Regions from separate parts of the Rattus norvegicus genome. Here region 2 is linked to region 1. Evidence: chromatin contacts called from public Hi-C data. All regions are on one chromosome and are shown on one strand. The core of a region is the stretch at or near the end of the contact, and the rest is flanking DNA. Distances in the headings are between cores, read along the strand shown. Region 1 overlaps Tank (TRAF family member-associated NFKB activator). Region 2 holds the start of Tbr1 (T-box brain transcription factor 1).

What was found. A called contact is a pair of places that touch in the nucleus more often than the background predicts.
Region 2: a contact with region 1 is called in a Hi-C map of Schwann cells, with 2.9 times the contacts expected there. The contact joins the promoter of Tbr1 here to the enhancer-like site in region 1. A contact is called at or near these places in 5 of 12 Hi-C or Micro-C datasets (Schwann cells, frontal cortex, liver and 2 more).

Annotation. Positions count from the first base shown.
Region 1 is chr3:66,598,623-66,603,808 of GRCr8, forward strand. It overlaps Tank (TRAF family member-associated NFKB activator), which reads left to right. Exons shown (of 8, transcript NM_001164073.2): 8 at 1-242. Among named protein-coding and RNA genes, the nearest start is that of Psmd14, 62 kb to the right of the region's middle. Within about 2 kb of position 2,674, at least 51 of the 93 cell types and tissues checked have an H3K27ac peak or open chromatin away from gene starts, as enhancers often do. A contact at or near this core is called in Schwann cells, where this site is marked.
Region 2 is chr3:66,757,352-66,762,963 of GRCr8, forward strand. It overlaps Tbr1 (T-box brain transcription factor 1), which reads left to right and starts at 2,452. Exons shown (of 6, transcript NM_001191070.2): 1 at 2,452-3,398; 2 at 3,973-4,127; 3 at 4,703-4,824; 4 at 5,420-5,578. The coding sequence starts at 2,707.

The DNA of each region.
Region 1 (5,186 bases), core at 1,424-3,923:
AGATAATAGCAGACAATATGATCAAAGTAAATATCAAATCAATCATTAGTTGCCCAGTGAAAATTATTTAAACATTTTAGATCATTTTTTAAATAATACACATGGTTTTAATTTTTACTATGTGTATAAAATGCATGATTGAGTGATTATTATTAAATATTAAAAGTTCCTTATGTCATGATTATTGAAAGTGTTCTTTGTTTCTGAGGTAAATAAATCACATTTGGGGAGGGTTCATAAAATTCATGTCTGATGGCATTTATTACACATTAATAGGTCACTTTAAATTTCAAAATGATCTTTCAAACTAAGCATTCTAATTTTTTTCCTTTTATTGGAAACAAATGTAAAAGCCTGTAAGGAGAATACATATTTATTAATTTAGATTAGAAACGTTCAAATTCTTGTGGAGAAATTTGCTATTCATTGTTAGCAGCCTGATTGATGGCCACTGGAGACGTCTTAGGAACCAAGTACGCAGTGCGGCAGAACTGTTTAAAATGAGACTTGCCTTCCTTTCTTCATGATTCTCTTCCCACTCCCCTCCGCCCCCAATTTTTAAACATGGTTGAGACACAGCTTCCATTTTATGAAATAAGCATTGACTTGTAGCTTTCAACAGAAAAGTAACTGTCCTTGAGCAGTGTCTCATACTGGAGGTTTAGCATGGGGGAATTCAAGCAGGCCTCTGTGCTCAGTGGAAGAATGAGAATGGTACCTCGATGTCTCAAGGTGCCGAGCACATCACATTGACATCTTCCTCACCAGGGTGACATCGTGATTATTAGGTATGCACTGTGAAGGGTTCTGAGGCATGTACATCTTTGCCATCAGGCTGAATGGAAATGCCTAGACAATTACCCAAAGACTCTCTTCTTCCTCCCAGCTTCCCCTCCACTACACACACACACACACACACACACACACACACACACACACACACACACACACACACGCTCAAACTCAAAACTTCCCAGTATGTGTACTAATCAGAATATACCCCACCGCCTATCAAAAGAAGGATTTTTTTCCTCTCCTTTTCTCACACGATTGACATCTTTACTGGCTTGCTGACAACCAAAAAGAACTCCATTCCAGAAAGTGACTCGAAGTGGCCCACTACCCTCTTCTGGAGCAACCGGTCCTCACCACTTTAGTAAGGTGGGAATTTAAGACTCCAGCAGTACCCCATGCTCCAACTTCTTAGGGCAGAGACCCAATTGGGCCGCCAGAGAGGGGCCTTCTGTCCTGCTCTGAAAGGTTGACAGGACCCCGCCACTCGAAAGGTATAGTGAACACCGGTCAGGTCTATCCCTCTACCCTATTACTGAGCGGGGTGCTGGGCTTCTGCTAAGCGTAACCGGGTAAGAACAGCTCCCAGGTAAGAAAGCTACGTGCGCAAAACGCTGAGTCTGGGAAAAAAAAAAAAAAAACCACCCCTGCCGAGGCGAGGCAGTTGTGAGCGGGATGCCTGAGAAGTGGGAGGTGAATGTCCTCGGGATGGCCCCCCCGGTGCAGCTTTCCCCGGAGGCTGAGGCTGCTGCCAGCGGGGACATCTGCTTTCTTACACTCCAGCCTGGCTCACCCCGCCCCCTCAGCCCCGGGTTGCGTGGTTATTTTACCAACACCGGGGGAGGGAGAACTTGAGGAGGTAGAAAAGGAATGGATGGAAGCTTAAAAGATTTTCTTCGCACCCCCCCCTCAGGTCCCCTCCTTTCTTCTTCACATCTTTTAACCTTCAAGGTAAAGACTTTATAAATATGAAACAATAAGGGAGTCTGCTGACTCGCAGGCCCGCCGTGGGCTGGCGAGGCTGCCGGGTGCCGGGCCTCGCGCTTCTCTCCATCCTCCCAAGTCTGGCCGCGGTTCGCTGGGTTAGGCTGGGCGCAGGGGCCGGCGGTGAGCGCTCATCCCGTGGCGCCTTCGCTCGCGGGCTGCTGCCTCGACAGCTGCTTGTAGCTACAGTAATTAGACTGTCAGTGCTTGTTAGAGGAGAGAGGGGAAAACACGCTTCTGACAGCAGATTCCGAGACTCCCCAGTTTGTTAATTTCTAAGAGATCTTTAAAGCATTAATTGAGGTCTCCCTAACTCTTCCCTCCCGTCCCTCTCCCCAACTTCTCCCATCCCAAAAATATCTTGAGGAGAAAATTCTCTCCGCGTGGAAGCAGTGTTTCCCGCAAAATTGCCAGCCCGCCCCTTGCTCACACACGCGCGCGCGCGCGCGCGCGCGCACACACACACACACACACACACACCCTAGTTTACATATGCATATATAGGCACACACGTATATGCAAGGTTAACTCGGAGGAGCACTCGTCCAAATAGGCACGGAGATTGCATTTAAAATGATAATAATAAATAAATAAATCAACTAGGAAGGAAGGGGGGAGGGAAGCAGAAGTCGGGAAGAAAAGAGAAAAGCAGCAGGCTGATTACGAGGTGTCAAAACTGCCAGGAGCAAGAAGGTGATAGCAATCAGGGGTGAGAAGAGTGCGGCATTCGTGCGGGGCAACTAATTATCCGTCTCATTTGAGAAGAGCAGCATTTGAGGCAGCAGCGTTCGCCTGCTGAACGGTGACAGATTGGCGCGGAGGAGAGGGGAGGTGTTAAAACAATGGAGCCGGGCGCGCGAGCGCTGCTGCATGCTAATCAGCCCTCCCTCCGCCTGCCTGCCGCGCTCCCTCCTTCCTCCCGCTCCCTCCTCCGCGCGTCGTCCTCCCGCCTGCGGCGCTCCCTCCTTTCCAGCGGGCCCGCCGCCGCCCGCTTCCCGCTCCCTGGCTTTCCCGCGCGTCCTCCCCGCCGCTGGCGAGCCGCACCCGGGTTGGCCGGCGGGCCGGCGAGCGATCGAGCGAGCTCAGCCCGCATGGGGCGCCCGGGACCCACGTTTGCAGCGCGCGCCCGCCCGCCAGGCCTGCCTGCGGGGAAGCGAACGCGCTGGGTGGCGGGGTAACCGAACCACGCCAGAGGCCCAGGGACAAACCCCGGAGTGGAAGAAAGAGCCAGAAAAACAAAGCCAGATCGGGCCGAGCCGGATCTTTCCCGCACAGGCTTCCAGCCTTGGTGCGAGCTGCCGAGCCACACTGGTTTGAGCTGTCGGCGTGGTCAAGCCCTCCCCCCCTCACAAACACCCCCACATGCCCCCAAAGGCTGCGGGCTGTAACCCTCGCATCCCTGCATCCCCGGCCCCGAGCACAACTGCGAGCGAGCGATTTAATAAACCAGAAAGGGCCTTACAATTAGTTGTACTCCCAACCCCTGACCTCCTGACCCCAAGACTAGGCTAATGAGCTTCTGTGACATATACCCCCGGGGAATACCACCTAAGACAGTAGCTGGTAAGACGAACGCCTTTTCAAAGCAGGTAACCTTCCCACGATCCGGGCACCCGAAGATGGGGGCCTGTGCATGGCTGGAGCCCTGTGTCCCTTCTTGACCAGGTGGCTCAGTGTTCTGGCCTGTGAGAAGTTGGACATGAACAGCAACACCAAAGAATGCATCATAAACTTAGTCTGGTCAAAAAAGTCTTCCATACCTGTTGAGGCTCGCTGGGGAGTCAGGGGAGGTTTCACAGCGAGTTGATGGTTGAGCAGAAAGACACTTAAACTACCATTTCATCAACCATTCTTAGGATAAAAGACGTTGATGTCCCTTCTCACTCTGAAGTGTCTTAGCCGGAACTCAGAAACAAAGACCTGCCTGAGAAGGCAGTTTTTCCTAAGACTCCTCAATATTAGCTAGCCAGGTGCCTAAATTAACATGATAAAACTTTCCTCTAACCATGGATGGTAAAAGAAATAGTTGCAAGATAACCTATGCAGTATGATTTTTTTTCTACCGACTTTAATCTTGGTATAACGACACAAACAAGTGCGTGGAGACTTACTGAGTACACAAGGGTTTCATTTCTATGATGGCCTTTCCCCTAAAGTTGCAATGTCTCTTAATAAAAGTACATAAATACATATAAAATCAAGTGGCGTGAGTGAATCGGTGTTTTTAGACTTTGATTCTAGTCATATGGAAAGCTGCACAAATGCTCAACGTAATTTTCCCGTTAGAATACGCCCAGGCATACCAATAAAGTAACGAATGCACGATTATTAGAATCTACTAAAATGCTGGAAAGCTTTAAAATTGAAAATTCCTGAAAGGACTTCTATAAAGTGTTTTGTGCTGGTAAACAGAAGTACTTTTGGTTTCTCTGGAAAACCACTGTGCAGCCCTCTGCCCTTAGCCTATCAGACTTTTCAATGCTATACTGTTAGCCTGCCTTGGGAAAAATCCCTGAATCTGTTAGAATAGGAATCCATCCACCAGCAAGGGGGGAGATTACATCCATTGATGTAAACCTGGGTTCAGCAATTCCATCGACATCGAGATTTATTTATTAACTATTTATCAGCCTTTTCTTTGTTAACTAGTTCTATGGAAGCATTTCATTGAGGGTGTGAATTTATGGAGTTCAATCCCTTGTGGCCTTATGCATATCCAATAGCTAACAAAATTATTTACCTTCCATCGGCTTTTTATGGACTAGGATAGTTTCTTCTCCACCCTTAGGGCCTCACAAAATTGCATGGCTGTTTGAATGGCATATTTACAAATAAGTTTTATTTGTGCATAAGGACAAAAAGGTGAAATGAAATTTGGTCCCAATGGAAACCTGATAGCTTCCCTGAACATATGGCTCCTTGGGCTGTTACTTCCTCTTTGAGATCATTTTCCAAGTTTTTTTTTAATATATACATCAATTTGACACCAGTTATAAAGAAAATATATTGGTTTCGAAGATGCCTCCACCTGGGACCTATCTCTTAATAACAAGCCACGTAGTCGGGTGTACCTTTACAGGTCTTGGTGAGCAAGGCATACTTTGATACTGGTTATCACTGACAACTGATTTACAGTCTTCAAAATGAGTTAGTTCTGTAGGTTCTTAGAACACCACAACCGGGATGATTAACACAGGTTAGGGGGTGAGTGCAGAAAGCTCATTTTGCTAGGACTTCTCTCTCTCTGTGGATACAAATGATGTAAGTCTCATCTGATGCAAGTGTGTGCTGCCAGCTTAAGACTTAAGGGGAAAATCACAGCCCTGAAAAAGATGTAAATGTTCGATTGGTAAGAAAGGGGGGAAACCGTGCTAAAACATGTGCCTATTTCCATGATGCTTAATTTACTA
Region 2 (5,612 bases), core at 1,202-3,701, 160 kb after region 1:
TGTGCAAGTGGTCTGCCTGGACCAGAGCTATGGAAGCTCATACACCCAGCCCAAGTCCACCCTAAACCTAAGATTAACAAGACTGTACAGTCCTCATTTTCTTTGTGAATATACGTTGATCTCGAGGAAAAGCCTATATATATTTGAGGAACTACTTTCGGGGCTGACTATTGAAAATGGGTCACACAGTGCCTGTTCACCTCCAGAATCAGTTCCTTAAAAACTAAGGGATGTGCATTCCTTTTCTATCCCCTCGACACTTAGATGGGTGCTTTGTTATTCCTTGTGTTTTTAAGAAGCCAGTTCGGAGTGTCCAGCATGGCAAAAGGCTTCCAAAAGCTCAGGTGGTCTGTCACCTTCATATATGTATTTAAGGCTCTGTGTCCTGTTCAAGACAAGAGGCAAGATGGTATGAGAAGCAGGAGGGTGAGGAGAGGCACTTGGTGACAGAAGCTAATGATACAAACAGGAGGACACAACCAGGTAAAATGGGGCAAAAGTTGTAGCAATGACTAAGGGAGGAAAACATCAAATACCATCATACCTATTTACCCCACCACGGCCGCCAACCTAGGTGCTCCAGTGCCTGCACAGCTAAAACCCAGCCTGTTTATGAAGCTTTCTGGAGAGGAGCTGAGGTTTGCTTGCAAAGGGAAAAAGGGTCTGGCGTTATTTTTCTCCCAGAAAATTGCTTCTACTTGATTCCAAACATCTGATCATCAACCTGTCCGCCGATGGCCATCAGTGCCAGGTCTTGCTCCTGTGCCCTGTGGGAGCCTGCAGCTGGTACCCTCTGCAGCCACGGAGTCTAGCCTCTGAGGGAGGTGGTGCAGTCTGTGCTCAGTGCTGGCCGCTGCAGACCAAACTCCAGCACATCTTGAATCTGTTAACTCTTTTCTGACCATACCCAAATTCCACCCAGCTTTGAACTCTGCTGCTCTGGCCGGGGCTACTGTCTGCGATCTCAAAGGCAGAGGCAGCAGCTGGAGGAGATAGATTCCCAGGCCCCGCCTGCCTGAGGCAAGGGTGGAGTGTGAGCCTCTCCAGCCTGAGCCAGACAGGTCGCCTGGCACTCTCTTAAGTCCCCCGAGCTCGCCGCCTCTCCACCACCTTGCAGGCCAAGCTGAGCTATGCCTGGGGTTGGCTTTGCATTTCTGCGCCTCTTGCCTTCAGGAAGGAAAGCTACGGAGCAGGTTGGCCATGTCTAGACAGCAGCTCTGGGTTTGTCATCTCAGGTGCTCTTGGCCTGAGGCTGGCCGCTGGCCTCCGTGAAGCAGATAGTAGGAGATCTTTTCTCCCTAAAACTCAGTTGCTTGGGGACTCATGTTACTTGTGCCAAAATTTCCTTAAATCGATTCTTTTCGCTAATCCTCTTTTAAAAATTACTGGCATGGATTCTTTTTCTCTCCCTCTGGATTATGTAAACATTACACACACACACACACACACACACACACACACACACACACACACACACACACACACCAGTAAGATCATCGCGTTGACACCACTTCCACTCTGTCTCCCCAGATCAACGCTTCTAGCGAACCCATTTGCGCTGGGGACTCAGCCCTCTCTCTTTTTTCCTGGCGAGGCTTATGAACCTGTCACCAAGCCAGTGCCTCCAAAAAGGAGGAAGTGCGGTGGGACTCAAAGGATACATGGCGCCCGCCCCCAGCTAGCTGCTCTTCAGATGATCTGCAACCAAGTTGGCTGATAAAATATTTAGTAACGACCCAGTAAACATGACTGCAAATACATTAAAGCACTTCAGCGCCACGGCTTATGATTATTTCAAAACTTAAAAAGGAGATCATAGATTGTCACTGTTTCTGTACCCTAGCCGGAAACCGAACCTTCCTGAGGTGGGTTGATGGGTGGGCTAGCCGCTTCGCCTCCTTATCTCTCTTAAGGCTGTGGCTTTCAGCGGCTGGAGGTTTGTTGATTTATTTATTTATTCGTGTAGTTTAAAGTGGGGGAGGGGGCGTCAAGGACACGCAGCACCGACTCAACAAAGCACAGGCTCAGGTGTGTATGCTTCTGCGTATTAACTGGAAAAGACAGACTCTGGAAGTTTTACAGGGCGAGAAGAGGCCACCGGCTCGCGCTTTGTATACTTTGCACTTGAAATCGTTACATTCAACTGAATATTTGGCTCATTCAGATCCGAAAAGTCTCCTAGCATCATCGAATTCCCTCCTCCACCCCTCCTCTCTAAAGAGAGAAGGGGGGGGGGGTTAGGAAATGTTTAGTAAATTGCACATCTTTGAATCTTCCTAAAGCAGTGGTCACAAAGCTTAAAGGTGACATAACAGAGCTCACGTAAACCAACACACTTTCCCCACCCCCCAAGCCAACAATAAAATCATCCCCTTCAATTTGCCATGATCGTCGCGACCAGGAGCCAGGTGATTATCCTAATTAATGTCTATCTAATTAAATTACTGTCAGCAGCTAACCAATGGCAGGAGCCGTTTCATCGGCTGCATAAGCAGCAAGATCAAAAGTGAGCCTTTTCTGATTGCTGCATAGTGTCAATTGGCCAATCTCTTCTCCCAGGGAAAAAAAAAAGTAAATCAAACCTTTGAGAAGCATTTGCTGGTTGAAGTGCTTTCTGTCTAGTGAGGGGTCTGTGGATTCCTAGTTTATGATAAACAGGACTTTAAAACCCAGGGACGGGAGGGCCAGCCTTCAGGTTCTAGAGCTATGCAGCTGGAGCATTGCCTCTCTCCTTCTATCATGCTCTCCAAGAAATTTCTCAATGTGAGCAGCAGCTACCCACATTCGGGCGGATCTGAGCTTGTCTTGCATGATCATCCCATTATCTCGACCACTGACAACCTGGAGAGAAGTTCACCTTTGAAAAAAATTACCAGGGGGATGACGAATCAGTCAGATACAGACAATTTTCCTGACTCCAAGGACTCACCAGGGGACGTCCAGAGAAGTAAACTCTCTCCTGTCTTGGACGGGGTCTCTGAGCTTCGTCACAGTTTCGATGGCTCTGCTGCAGATCGTTACCTCCTCTCTCAGTCCAGCCAGCCACAGTCTGCGGCCACCGCTCCCAGTGCCATGTTCCCGTACCCCGGCCAGCACGGACCGGCGCATCCCGCCTTCTCCATCGGCAGCCCCAGTCGCTACATGGCCCACCACCCGGTCATCACCAACGGAGCTTACAACAGCCTGCTGTCCAACTCTTCGCCGCAGGGCTACCCCACCGCCGGCTACCCCTACCCACAGCAGTACGGCCACTCCTACCAAGGAGCCCCATTCTACCAGTTCTCCTCCACCCAGCCCGGGTTGGTGCCCGGCAAGGCGCAGGTATACCTGTGCAACAGGCCACTTTGGCTGAAATTTCATCGGCATCAAACGGAGATGATCATCACTAAACAGGGAAGGTAATGCTACTTTTCTTGGCTGCCGCTGTTCCAGGCGTGACCCTGGGCGAACGCACCCAAGTTGTGACCGCCGGGCAGCGACTATGTGGGGTCGGGGAGCGGAGTGGAAAGGCGCTCGGGTGCGCCCTGGAGTTGGCTGGTTTTGGAAAAGGGGAAAGTGGAAGGGATAATAACCACCGTGGTGATGTTTGGTGGCGGGGAGCCTGCTGTGCCAATGCGGTCGGAGAACCAGTCGGTGGCTGGAGCAAGACGAAGAGCCGTGGCCGCTAACAGGCTTTCAGAGCAACTCATCGAAGCTGGCCTGTGCCGACAGGTGGAGAAGCAGGCCGCCAACCCGGCTCTCTACCGAGCAATCCGTCCCCCAACTCCAGAGCGCTCGGTGCTCTCCCCGACTTCGGTCCTACATCTTCCCTTCTCCCACTCTCCCTTTCTAGATCAGCAAACATTCGTTCAGACACGCGGCGAGGACAAGTTTTGCTTAGCTTTCTGGCGCCCCGCTTCTTGCAGCATTTAATCTTTAACATTTATTTTCTTTTTTTCCCCCTTGCTTTCTCTCTCTTTTTAATTCAAACAGGCGCATGTTTCCCTTTTTGAGTTTTAACATTTCTGGTCTCGATCCCACCGCTCATTACAATATTTTTGTGGATGTGATTTTGGCGGATCCCAATCACTGGAGGTTTCAAGGAGGCAAATGGGTTCCTTGTGGCAAAGCGGACACCAATGTGCAAGGCAAGTCCTTCCAATTAACACGTTTTCTTGACACTTATTTAGGTGAGAATGATTAATTAAAGCCTTTTGTGGACTGGCTCGAGCGACTTTTTAAAACGGTCGGCCAATGACTTCCTAAAGAAGAGAGGGACAGGGGACAGACTGAGCGGCAAGAAAGGGGAGGATTATGCAAAAGCTATTTTAATCATTCCCAGTTAATGGGAAGAAATCGCGGCTTAAAAAAAAAAAAAAAAAAGAAGCCCAGCTAATGGTCCTCTCTGTGAAGGTGTGTGTGTGTGTGTGTGTGTGTGTGTGTGTGTGTGTGTGTGTGTGTGATATGTGGTACAGAGTTGGGACTGGACAGTAAAGCTATTTTAATAATCTCCAGTTAAGAGAAGAAAGTATGCCCCCCTCCAAAAAAAAAAACAGGTAATGGGTTTCATTGTGAAGTGAGGTGTGTGTGTGTGTGTATGTGTGTGTGTGTGTGTGTGTGTGTGTGTGTGTGTGTGTGTGTGTGTGAGTGTTTCGTGTATTAAGGAGTTGGGACTGGGCAGTGCCCAGAGCAGCATATGTAAACAAGCTATTTCTTTATTAAGGAAACCGGGTCTATATGCATCCGGATTCCCCCAACACTGGGGCTCACTGGATGCGGCAAGAAATCTCGTTTGGAAAATTAAAACTTACCAACAACAAGGGAGCATCAAACAACAATGGGCAGGTCAGTCTCTCTCTCTCTCTCTCTCTCTCTCTCTCTCTCTCTCTCTCTCTCTCTCTTTCTCTCTCTCTCTCTCTCTCTCTCTCTCTCTCTCTCTCTCTCTCTGTAACACACACCCTTCTTTAGTTTACAGCAGCAAAGAAACACGGTAGAATTTATTTCGATCAATGAAGACTTCAAATATCACAATTCTGCCTCCCCAAATTATATTTAACCCATAAAGTTGTTCTCTTTGCCTCCTATCTGACTTTTTTCTGGAATTCACCTTTCCAGAAGCAAATACTGGTTGATTTCGAAAGGAAACAGAGTTGAGATTTGTAGGTTGTGAAAAATCTTTGTTCCTCTTCTAAGGAGGACCAGGGGAAAGGATTGTCTTTCGGGCTTCATTATCCTCAGTGCCCGGAGGATCCTGGCTTCCAAAGGTACCTGGGCCAGGGTATCCTGGCTACCCTGTCACCAGGAGGCGAGTCCCACAGCCAGTTTGGAGCAGCGGCCTCCAGTTGGCTCAGCCTGGCCCAGAGCGAGCCCCCGGGCTGGTGCGGGCTGGTGCGAACAGGCGCGGTAACAGCGCTCGCTCTCCTTTCTCTTCGCCGGACAGATGGTGGTTTTACAGTCCCTGCACAAGTACCAGCCCCGTCTGCACGTGGTGGAAGTGAATGAGGACGGCACAGAGGACACCAGCCAGCCAGGCCGCGTCCAGACGTTCACTTTCCCAGAGACTCAGTTCATCGCTGTCACCGCCTATCAGAACACCGATGTAAGGAAGCTCGGGGCTGGGCACGGGGCGAGTG